Regions from separate parts of the Oryctolagus cuniculus genome. Here region 1 is linked to region 2. A link is a contact called in public Micro-C data. All regions are on one chromosome and are shown on one strand. The core of a region is the stretch at or near the end of the contact, and the rest is flanking DNA. Distances in the headings are between cores, read along the strand shown. Region 1 holds the start of NEMF (nuclear export mediator factor). Region 2 holds the start of MAP4K5 (mitogen-activated protein kinase kinase kinase kinase 5).

The links. A called contact is a pair of places that touch in the nucleus more often than the background predicts.
Region 1: a Micro-C map of ear pinna shows a contact between it and region 2, with 10 times the contacts expected there. The contact joins the promoter of NEMF here to the promoter of MAP4K5 in region 2. A contact is called at or near these places in 4 of 6 Hi-C or Micro-C datasets (ear pinna, embryonic fibroblasts, skin fibroblasts and 1 more).

Annotation. Positions count from the first base shown.
Region 1 is chr12:26,231,202-26,235,840 of mOryCun1.1, forward strand. It overlaps NEMF (nuclear export mediator factor), which reads left to right and starts at 1,560. Exons shown (of 33, transcript XM_070053688.1): 1 at 1,560-1,892; 2 at 2,578-2,646; 3 at 2,795-2,897. The coding sequence starts at 1,834. It also overlaps RN7SL1.
Region 2 is chr12:25,610,300-25,614,976 of mOryCun1.1, forward strand. It overlaps MAP4K5 (mitogen-activated protein kinase kinase kinase kinase 5), which reads left to right and starts at 1,360. Exons shown (of 32, transcript XM_051822833.2): 1 at 1,360-1,499; 2 at 1,743-1,961. The coding sequence starts at 1,854. ATL1 (atlastin GTPase 1) reads right to left here and starts at 1,118. Exons shown (of 15, transcript XM_017348282.3): 1 at 1,004-1,118.

The sequences.
Region 1 (4,639 bases), core at 310-2,809, 620 kb after region 2:
ATATGATATTCTTAAAAATGATAGAATCCAGTAGTAATTAAAGTTCCCTTGTAATCTTTACACTTATGGGGTATTTCTAAAAAGCTCATGGAAAACTGAATTAAAAGATGTTTATTTGGCACAAAGTGTTCTGAAATCCATGCATATGAAGAAAAGCTCATGAAAAATGAGCGTTAAGAAAAAACTACACATGGATTTCAAGGGTTATTTTTTTGCACCAAAAAATTCCTTTTAACATTTCATTTTGTCCCTGTACTTTTTGAAGCCCTTTGTATCTTTACTCCTCTTAGGGATGTTCTTGAATATACCTTTGGATGCCCCTTCTTTCTCCCCAAAGTAGAAACAAAGTATTAATTAGTGGACGGGCTAACTGTCCTGCTGCAAACTTAAATTGGTATCCTGTTCCTCTCATATCTTTGTAGCGCTGCAAGGTGGGAGTTGTGCCATCAAAGAGCCCAACTTTTTCAAAAACGTGTTTCAGTGCGGAGCCTTTACACGGGCTGTTCCTATGCAAAAATAACCGCTTTGTTGGACATGCCTTAGGGGTGAGCTTAGTTGTGCAGTTAGACCTCACGCGATTGGTTTGGACCAGGGTCACCTTGACTCCCAGTCTTTCCTTCTATATCTGCCGCTGTTCTGCACGGCCGGCGACTCTGCACCGCTGGGCACCTGGCGATTCCCTGACTTCTTTCCAGCCCGCCGCCCGCTTTCTGCTTCGCACCGCCCCCTGCTGGCGGGAAGTCGCGTTGCAGCCACACTCAAGCCCGCCGCCTGCAGCCTCGGCAGCCGCCGGGCGCGGTGGCGCGCGCCTGTAGTCCCAGCTACTCGGGAGGCTGAGGCCGGAGGATCGCTTGAGTCCAGGAGTTCTGGGCTGTCGTGCGCTATGCCGATCGGGTGTCCGCACTAAGTTCGGCATCAATATGGTGACCTCCCGGGAGCGGGGGACCACCAGGTTGCCTAAGGAGGGGTGAACCGGCCCAGGTCGGAAACGGAGCAGGTCAAAACTCCCGTGCTGATCAGTAGTGGGATCGCGCCTGTGAATAGCCACTGCACTCCAGCCTGGGCAACATAGCGAGACCCTGTCTCTTTTGCGTCCTCACCCTTTAAAGTCGGCTTTTGCGACCACGCACCTATCCTGACACAACAAGCCCCCCACCCCCTTTTAAACTCTTCCTCCACACCCCACACCCTCCCGGAAATCTTGTCTTATTTTACTTCACTGCTCTCTAGCGAAAGCACTTGACTATTTCAGGTTGCGTTCATGGGGCGCCAGCTGTATACCCAGCACCACGCCGAGTGTCCAGCAACCCTACACCGCCCCTATGAAGTAGGACGTCCTTTCCGAAGGTTCCTCCTAATCGTTAAGGGTCGTCACAGGACGAACCCAAGAGTTCCGCTTCGTTACTTTTAAAAATGCCACAAGTCCCAGCACCCGGGCCGAACCGGGTGGTGGTTCTCGGTGCCGGAGCCCGGCCGCCTGCCTCCGCCGCGAAAATGGCGACGACCAGTAGGGGTCACTGTGGGGGCCGGCGCGAGTCCCCGCCTGCGGGGCGGGAAGCTATCTGGTTCCGTCCGTACGCGGTCAGGACAGCACTGCAGATCCGAGAAAACATTTTGGACCTACTCTGAATTGTTTTCGGTACCACAGAAAGGAAGTCTGAAGGCATCTTGACAGCCTTCTTCAGGCTGCTGACGCAAAGACGTTCGCTTCAAGGAATATTGGATCCTCCGGGCGGCCGTAGATGACCGCCAAGTGCGCCTGCGCGGAAGCGTCGCGGCGTCCAGTCGGGCAGTCGGCGGCGAGAACTGCGGTGGCTACCTTCGGACCTCGCCATGAAGACCCGGTTTAGCACCATTGACCTCTGCGCGGTACTCGCGGAGCTGAATGCGAGGTACGGTCTCGCAGGGGACCGCGGCTCTCGCGGGCAGCGCAGGAGGCCAGGCCGGGGCCCCGTGGTGGGAGCGAGACCAGCCTGCTGTTGGCTCTCTCCTGGTGGTGTTTTTCCCTGGACCTGGCTAGGCCGGGCTGGGCGAGTGCAGGGCGTCTTTGCGGTGGCCCGCCAGGGGCCACCTGTCGCTCCCGCAGCCCTGGTGCGTGGCTGGCGCGGCGTCTCCACTGGCCGGGCTGGGGCAGACGTGTGGGAGACCGCGAGACGCCGGAGTGGCCTCTGGCCGCGGAGCTTGGAGAGAGCAGAGGCCAGATGTCTTCGGCACCCCGCCGAGAGCGGGGGCGCCGTCCCGCTAGCCGGGTGTTAGCTGGGTTTTGCAGATCTGAACTGAGACCTGGATTGCAGGCTCGCCCCTCTGCAGCTGTGCGAGCTTTGTCAGGCTTGCAGGGGGCGCGTTTATTTTTATTCGTCTTTGCAACACATCATTGGATTAGACGTTAATGAGTTGTCCTCCACCCGCCCCCAAGAGTGTCGAGTCGTTGCAGAGATGTCTGGCTGATAGCCACTCTGTTCTCGAATGGTTGACCCCAGATCCTTAGAGCGGAAGTTCCTTTTTTCGTACCTTTAATTGTAATTTTTTGTTTCAAACTGGAGTATGATTTGTTACATGTTTTCCTTGTCTTTTCAGCTTGCTAGGAATGAGAGTAAACAATGTTTATGATGTGGATAATAAGACTTACCTTATCCGTCTTCAAAAGTAAGAACGCTTTATGTACTTTTGATTTTGGTAATTAAATATGAGATGATTGTGTGTGTGTGTGTGTTTTTTAAACCTGTACTGTGTGTCTTCTCCCAGAGGTACCGTTGGTAATATGCCCTAAAAGAAATATTTTTTTCTTCTGCAGGCCAGACTTTAAAGCTACACTCCTCCTTGAATCTGGCATACGAATTCACACAACAGAATTTGAGTGGCCAAAAAATATGATGCCGTCTAGTTTTGCTATGAAGGTAAATCTTAAGTGCTACTCGAAGCTGAATGTTAAGGCCCTGGGATTGGTCTCCAGCAGCTGAGTTTGGAAGGTGTTTGGCTTTCTTTTGCTGTAAGGAAGTGTAAGGGCCGAGGGAGCAGCTGACAGTGGGACGAGTGGAGCTGTTGCCCAGTCACTGCCTTCTGCATACTGCCCTCACACAGCCCCTTCCAGAGCAAGCGTTTGTTACGTTTACCCTCTAACCCCCGGCTCCCCTTAGAACAGCTCGGTGGTCGACCAGCGTGAGCTTTTCTGAAGTGTCCTCTCATTATCTCGCCTTCTATGGTTTCTTAATTTCTGAATCCTTATTCTGTAATCAGACATTCTTATCTTTCTATGACCTGCCCTGCCCACATTTTTCCCGAATCTTGTCTTCCAGAGCTCACTTTATTATTTTATCTGTTTATTTATGAGATAGAGACAAACTGAGCTCTCATCTGCTGGTTCATTCCCCACATGTCCCCAGGAGCTAGGGTTGGGCCAGGCCAAAGCCTGGAACGAGGACCCCAGTCCAGGTCTGCCATGGACCTAGTTAGGTGAGTGACAAGGACCTGGTTCCTCACCTGTTGCCTCCCATGGTGTGTGTTAGCAGGAAGCCGGAATGGGGAACGTAGCTTGGGCTTGAGCCCCGGCACTCTGGTAAGTGACGCAGGTGTTCCAAGAGGTGTTGTAATTTCTGTACCGAAGGCCGCCCTCCAGAGCTCGCTTTAATGAACTGGCCGCATCTGCCCAGACTGTAGTTTGTTGGAATATTCAGGGACATTAATATGTTACTAAGTCATTGTATCTTTATTTTTTACTTCTCTCTTTGCTTTTGTTTTTATTATTAAAACAATTACTCATCTGTGGCTATGTTACCCATTCATTTCTTGACATGCCATGCAGAGTGAAAGTTCATGTGGTACGGAAGAAAGACTCAGATAAACCTTAGAATTAGGGTTTTGCCACCGAGTAATTTTTGCAACTTGAAAAAGTTACTCAACCTCCTAGGATTTAATGTATCTCAGGTGGAGTTAGCTGTGGGGATTAAAGGAAGTAACTGAGAAAACAGGTAAAGCAGTGCCCGACTGTTAAAGCTGTGCCTGTGTGTGTTTCTTCCTCTCCTCCTCACTGTCTTTTGAAGTTTGTTTGTTGTGGCAGTGTATCGCTTTGTTAGAGGGTTTCACTGACAGTGGTTTCCTCTCAGCAGTTTAGGATTTATTTTGGATTACAAAGTAGTTTTCCATATCACAGGAGCTATCACAGAATTACCAGTGTTGAAGTTTAATTCACTCGGTGGTAACCTCAAACGGTTTTTTTGAGGGTTTGTCCTGAAAAATAGTAACACTGGGTATTTGTGCAACCCCTTTGTCTTTGAGAGACAGAGAGCAGTGCCATCTGTTGGTTCACTCTTTTAAATGACCACGGTGGTTGAGGACTGAGCTGGCTTTAGCCAGGAGTCAGGAACTCAGTCTAGGTCTTCCCTGTGCTTGGTAGTAACCCAGTCTCTTGAGCCAACACTGCTGCTTCTTAGGATCTGCATTGGCAGGAAGCTGAAATCTGCACCTAGACACTCCCTTATGTGATGCCAGCATCTTCACTCCCAGACCAAACGCCAGTGCCAATAGATTTTTTTAAAGTACATAAATGACACTTATTTCATGTGATTGTTTTCACTCATGTACAGTACATTTTTGTTGACTTATTAGCTACTACAAATCAGAAAATGTGATTTTTTTGGGG
Region 2 (4,677 bases), core at 110-2,609:
GCTTACTTATGTGCCCTAAATAACTGCCTTTGTGTGCAAAGCCCAAGAAAATCCATGTATCCCCTGTCCTGTAGAAGCCTTGATTTACTTTCTACATCATACAACTGGTTTCAACGACCAACAATCAGGCACCTACTTCCCAGGAACAGGGTTGAGGTGGGTGCTAAACGCCACGTGCCAACATCTGCAATTACTCTTTGGCGATTTTCCGGTCACTAAGAGCGCTGCCTGTTATCTGGCTCTTCTGTTATAAACCTCTGCTGGGTTCACGGAATAACTTCTGCAGCATACAGAAAGCTGGCAACTGAATCTCTATCTCCCAAGCCAGACTGGAACCGAAACTGCAAAAAACAACTTGTGAGAAAACACCGGCCCAATGACGTCCCTGGCTGCCTATTCCATGTTCTGCGCGCTGCCAAGTAGTTTTAACCTCTCACAGTTGATAACCCTCTTCACGACGTTGCGAAGTGCTGTACCAACACTTTCTAGGGTGTCAGATGGAAAACACCTTATCCTCTTCAAAACTGCAGATGTTGCCAAACACCAACTCCTGTCCCAGATGGCATCCAAGCGGGAGAACCAGAACCAGGCTCTGTGGACCCTGACTTGGTCGGAGCCCTCTCCCCCACCCCCCTGCAGAACTCCTGCAGCCACGAGATATGCGACAACCCAGGGCTGTGCCCAAAAGGGTGACGGGGGCCGGGCGCAGCCTCCTGGGGCGGCAGGCTTTTAGCAACGGCTCAGAAAAGCTCAGCACCAGACAGGTTGTGCAGGTGTGCGGTGCAACCTCAAACTGGCACCACTGGGAATGCTTTGCAAAACAGGAAGGTGCAGTAGGGCGTGCCGCGGCTCGGCTAACTCGGCCCTCCCCGGCGCCCCACCGCCAGGTTACCCCTGGCCCGGTGCCCTCAACGTACCTTTTCCGGGTTGAACGTGGAGGGCTGCCTGCCCCCTCTCTCTCGTGCCCACCCTTCTCCCTGCACCCGTCACCGCCCAGGTTTACCTGACGATTCTGGGGACGGTTTAACGGAGGCCCGTCGGCCCCCGAGTGCCGTGCTGTGCGGGTCTCCGGCGGCAGGAGCGAGCGAGCTAGGCCCTGGAAGGACGCGCCGGGCTAGGGGGGCGCGGCGGCGCGGCCGGGAGGGTGTCGTGTCCTCCGCCGGCCTCAGGGCGGCACTCTGGTCCCGCGGCCGGCGCGCTCGGGCGGGCCGCTGGGCGCCGACCCACGCTGGCCGGGAACGTGTCTCCCGGTGACGCAGCCCCGGGTGGGGAACGTGGTGCGGCGGCGGCGGCGGCGGCGACTGTACGCGCCTCGGCCGCCTCCGAGAGGGCGCGCGGTGCGGGCGAGCGGGCGGGCGGGCGAGCGGGCGGGCGGGCGGCGACGGCTGCGGCGAGAGACCCGGAGCGGCCGCCGGGGCCGGGGAGCAGGACGCGGGCGCCGTTGAGGGAGTGGGCACCCCGGCTCGGCGCTCAACAAAGAGTGGGGCCGCCCCCCTCAGGTACCCAGCCGGCCCCGGGCTCCGGCGGGCGGGGGAGGCCGGGCCGGGCAGTTCGCCGGCGGCCGGGGAGTGGGGGAAGGGCTGTGGCCCGAACGGGGCCGCGAGGCGCCGGGAGCCCTTCCAGGCTCGCTTCCTCAGGGCCCCGGGCGGGACGGAAGGAAAGGGGCTGGACCACGGGGGCGCGGGGCCGCGTGGGGGTCGCAGCCGGCGACGCTGACCCGCCTTCGCGCGTCCCTCGTGCAGGCGGAGCTGCGGGCGGAGGCTCCATGTTGGGAAGCGGCGGCGCTCGCCCTCGTTAGCGGGAATCGGGGCGCGCCGCGGGCAGAGCCGGCGGGAGCCGGGCCCGGAGCGAAGATGGAGGCCCCGCTGCGGCCTGCCGCGGACATCCTGAGGCGAAACCCGCAGCAGGACTACGAGCTCGTCCAGAGAGTCGGCAGCGGCACGTACGGGGACGTCTATAAGGTGAGGCAGGCCGGGCCGCGGCCGCCGGGCTCCGGCCGCTTTCCGGCCGGGGGGAGGATGCTCTTATTGTTGCATCTTGGAGAGGAAGCGGCCAGGGTCCCTCTCCCTGCGTTCGGAGCACCCTCGAATCCCTTGCTGGTTCTCGGCGCCGCCAGCAAGCAGAGCTAACCACATCGTCGCAAACCACTCTTAACCTTTTTTGTGGTGTAAAGACTTTCAAAAGTTTATTTCTGGTTTTGAAGCGACTTTGAATCAGCTATGGAGTTGTCCGGTAGAATATTCTAGTGTCAGTGTGGAAAACCTGGAAGACAGTAGCAGAGAATATTGACGTTCAGGCATTACAAAAAAAAAATTAATGGATGAGCTTGGCCAATATAAGTTTTTTTGTTGTTGTTGTTGTTAATGGTCCTGTGAAACCTGTTTCTTAATTCTAGCTGTAAGCAGTCAAGTGTTGGGTGAAAATGATGTGTTTACAAACATTACTCCATGCAGAAAAGATAAGCTTTCCTGGCATAAGTTTGATGGTTTGTGTCTGGTTGGTGATTCAAAACCTACCATTAACTTGCTGGGTTTTTTCCTGCATTAGCACTTTCTCTGTTTGGGGTTTATAACATCCCATAACCACAAGTGGATAAGATCTACAGGTTGTGTTTGTGTGTGTGTCTGTGTTCACGCGTGTGCGTGCACTCTCCAGCCAGTGCGCTTTCTGTTAATTTAAAACAAATGATGAGAACGAATTCCTCTTAATTTAGGATTTAAAAAACGTGGTAGAAAAGCAAACCAGTTGCCCAAGTACACTATGTTCCTGAAGAATCCAGAGGAAAGAGATTGTTGGAGATTGCCTTAGGCTTTTTGTTCTCTGTTCCAAAAAGGAAGCATTAATGTAACTCATGAGTATTAAGGGAAGTTCCTCTACTTTTTGCAACAGCTTCTTGGTTTATTGGATTTGGTCATAGTTTAAGAGTATGTACACCATTCTTTCAAACCACAGGCCTGCACATAGTTGAAATGACTGTATCGTGTGGGTAATTAACTGGTAGATGCCTCTGGGGGGGGGGTCGCTTGTTTTGCACAGGTGGCAATAAGACAGGAAACATCCCCTTTTCCTATTTACTTGCTTTTGTTTAATTTCCTCTTTGTTAATAGTAACGATTCAAGGTGGTTATGATAGCTCTGGCACTGTTTAATTCTCTGAGATGAACTGCAGTGGAAGATTTTTTAATGTGAACAATGGGCATTTGAGTTATCTGTGCTAAGCACCCTTCCACTTGCTAAGTTGCTGATTTGTCTGCAGAGTCCCAGCTCTCTCCCTGTGAACACCTTTGAATGCAAAATGGGTAGCCAACAGAATTCTCTTTCTATGTAAAACTAGATCTGATTAAATTCCTAGTTTATCCATGTGTTACTCAGCTTGTGGAATGTTCCTTTAAAAACTGAAATTCCTGTTTGCCTTCTCAGTCCCATTTTTTAGTCATCTTTGTCTTATGTTTCGACATGCATTAGACTGGCTTAGATTATGTTATACAGCAGTCTCAATTCCAGTAATGGTTTTCTCCCTACTACTAGAAAATTTAAGGACTCTTTTTCCCTGCAGAGATCAAGACCACCACCTTTTTTCTTTATAGATAGAGCAACTAAAGCAATTTATCTGGAACAGAGTTTTATTCTTACCAGGGAAAGCACAGGTTGTATTGAAGAGGCAGTTAATGCCTGCCTCTTATCCTGATGCTTCCCTGCCCTCTGTCTCTCTGTGGGGCTCCTGAACAGTCAGAGACTTAATTTGTTACACCCCACCTTCACAACATCACCCCAACATATATATAGTCCCCTACCCTCACATTTGTGCTCTCACTTAGAGTATACTTACTGCATTCTAGGCCAGTCTTGGATTTGTAAATATCCTTAAGACAACCGTGTCTCCTCGTCCTTTGCTTTCTTTTGTTCTAGTTACCCAGAATCAGTCCCTCCCATTTCGACCTGTTGCGGTCCTGCCTGTCCATGAAAGCCTTACCTGAAGGGCCTTCCCTCCACCTCTCCCTTCTCTGCTCCTCCCTGCCCTCATTCTGCTCTAACCCACTGGCCTGCTTGCTTTTCCTTAAATACAATAAGCAGCTTCCCATCTTGGGGCCTTTGTTCCTGATATTTCCTCTATTGAAAAAGTGTCTTCCCTTGGGGCTGGTGCTGTGGCATACCAGGTAAAGCAGCCGCCTGCAGTGCCGGCATCCCATGTGGGCGCCAGTTCGAGTCCTGGCTGCTCCACTTCCGATCCTGCTCCCTGCTACGGCTTGGGAAAGCAGTGAGGATGGCCCAAGTCTTTGGGCCCTTGCACCCTTGTAGGAGACCTGGAAGAAGCTCCTGGCTTTGGATTGGTGCAGCTCCAGCCGTTGTAGCCTTCTGGGGGAGTGAACCAGCAGATGGAAGACCTCTCTATGCCTCTGCCTCTGCATCTCTGTAATTCTGCTTTTCAAATAAGTGAATAAAACTTAAAAAAAAAAAAAGAAAAGAAAAGAAAAAGTGTCTTCCCAGACAACTACACGGCTCACTCCTTTCCTTCTTATTTTGCATCCTCTTCATTTTTTCTTACTCATTTTTTCTTTGTAGTTATCATCGTCTAACAATGTTTTACTCAATTTCTTCTTATTTATTTCAGTCCACTAAAATGCTTCGTGAGGGCAGGCATTTTTTATCTGTTTTGTTCACAGGTCTCTGATAGTAC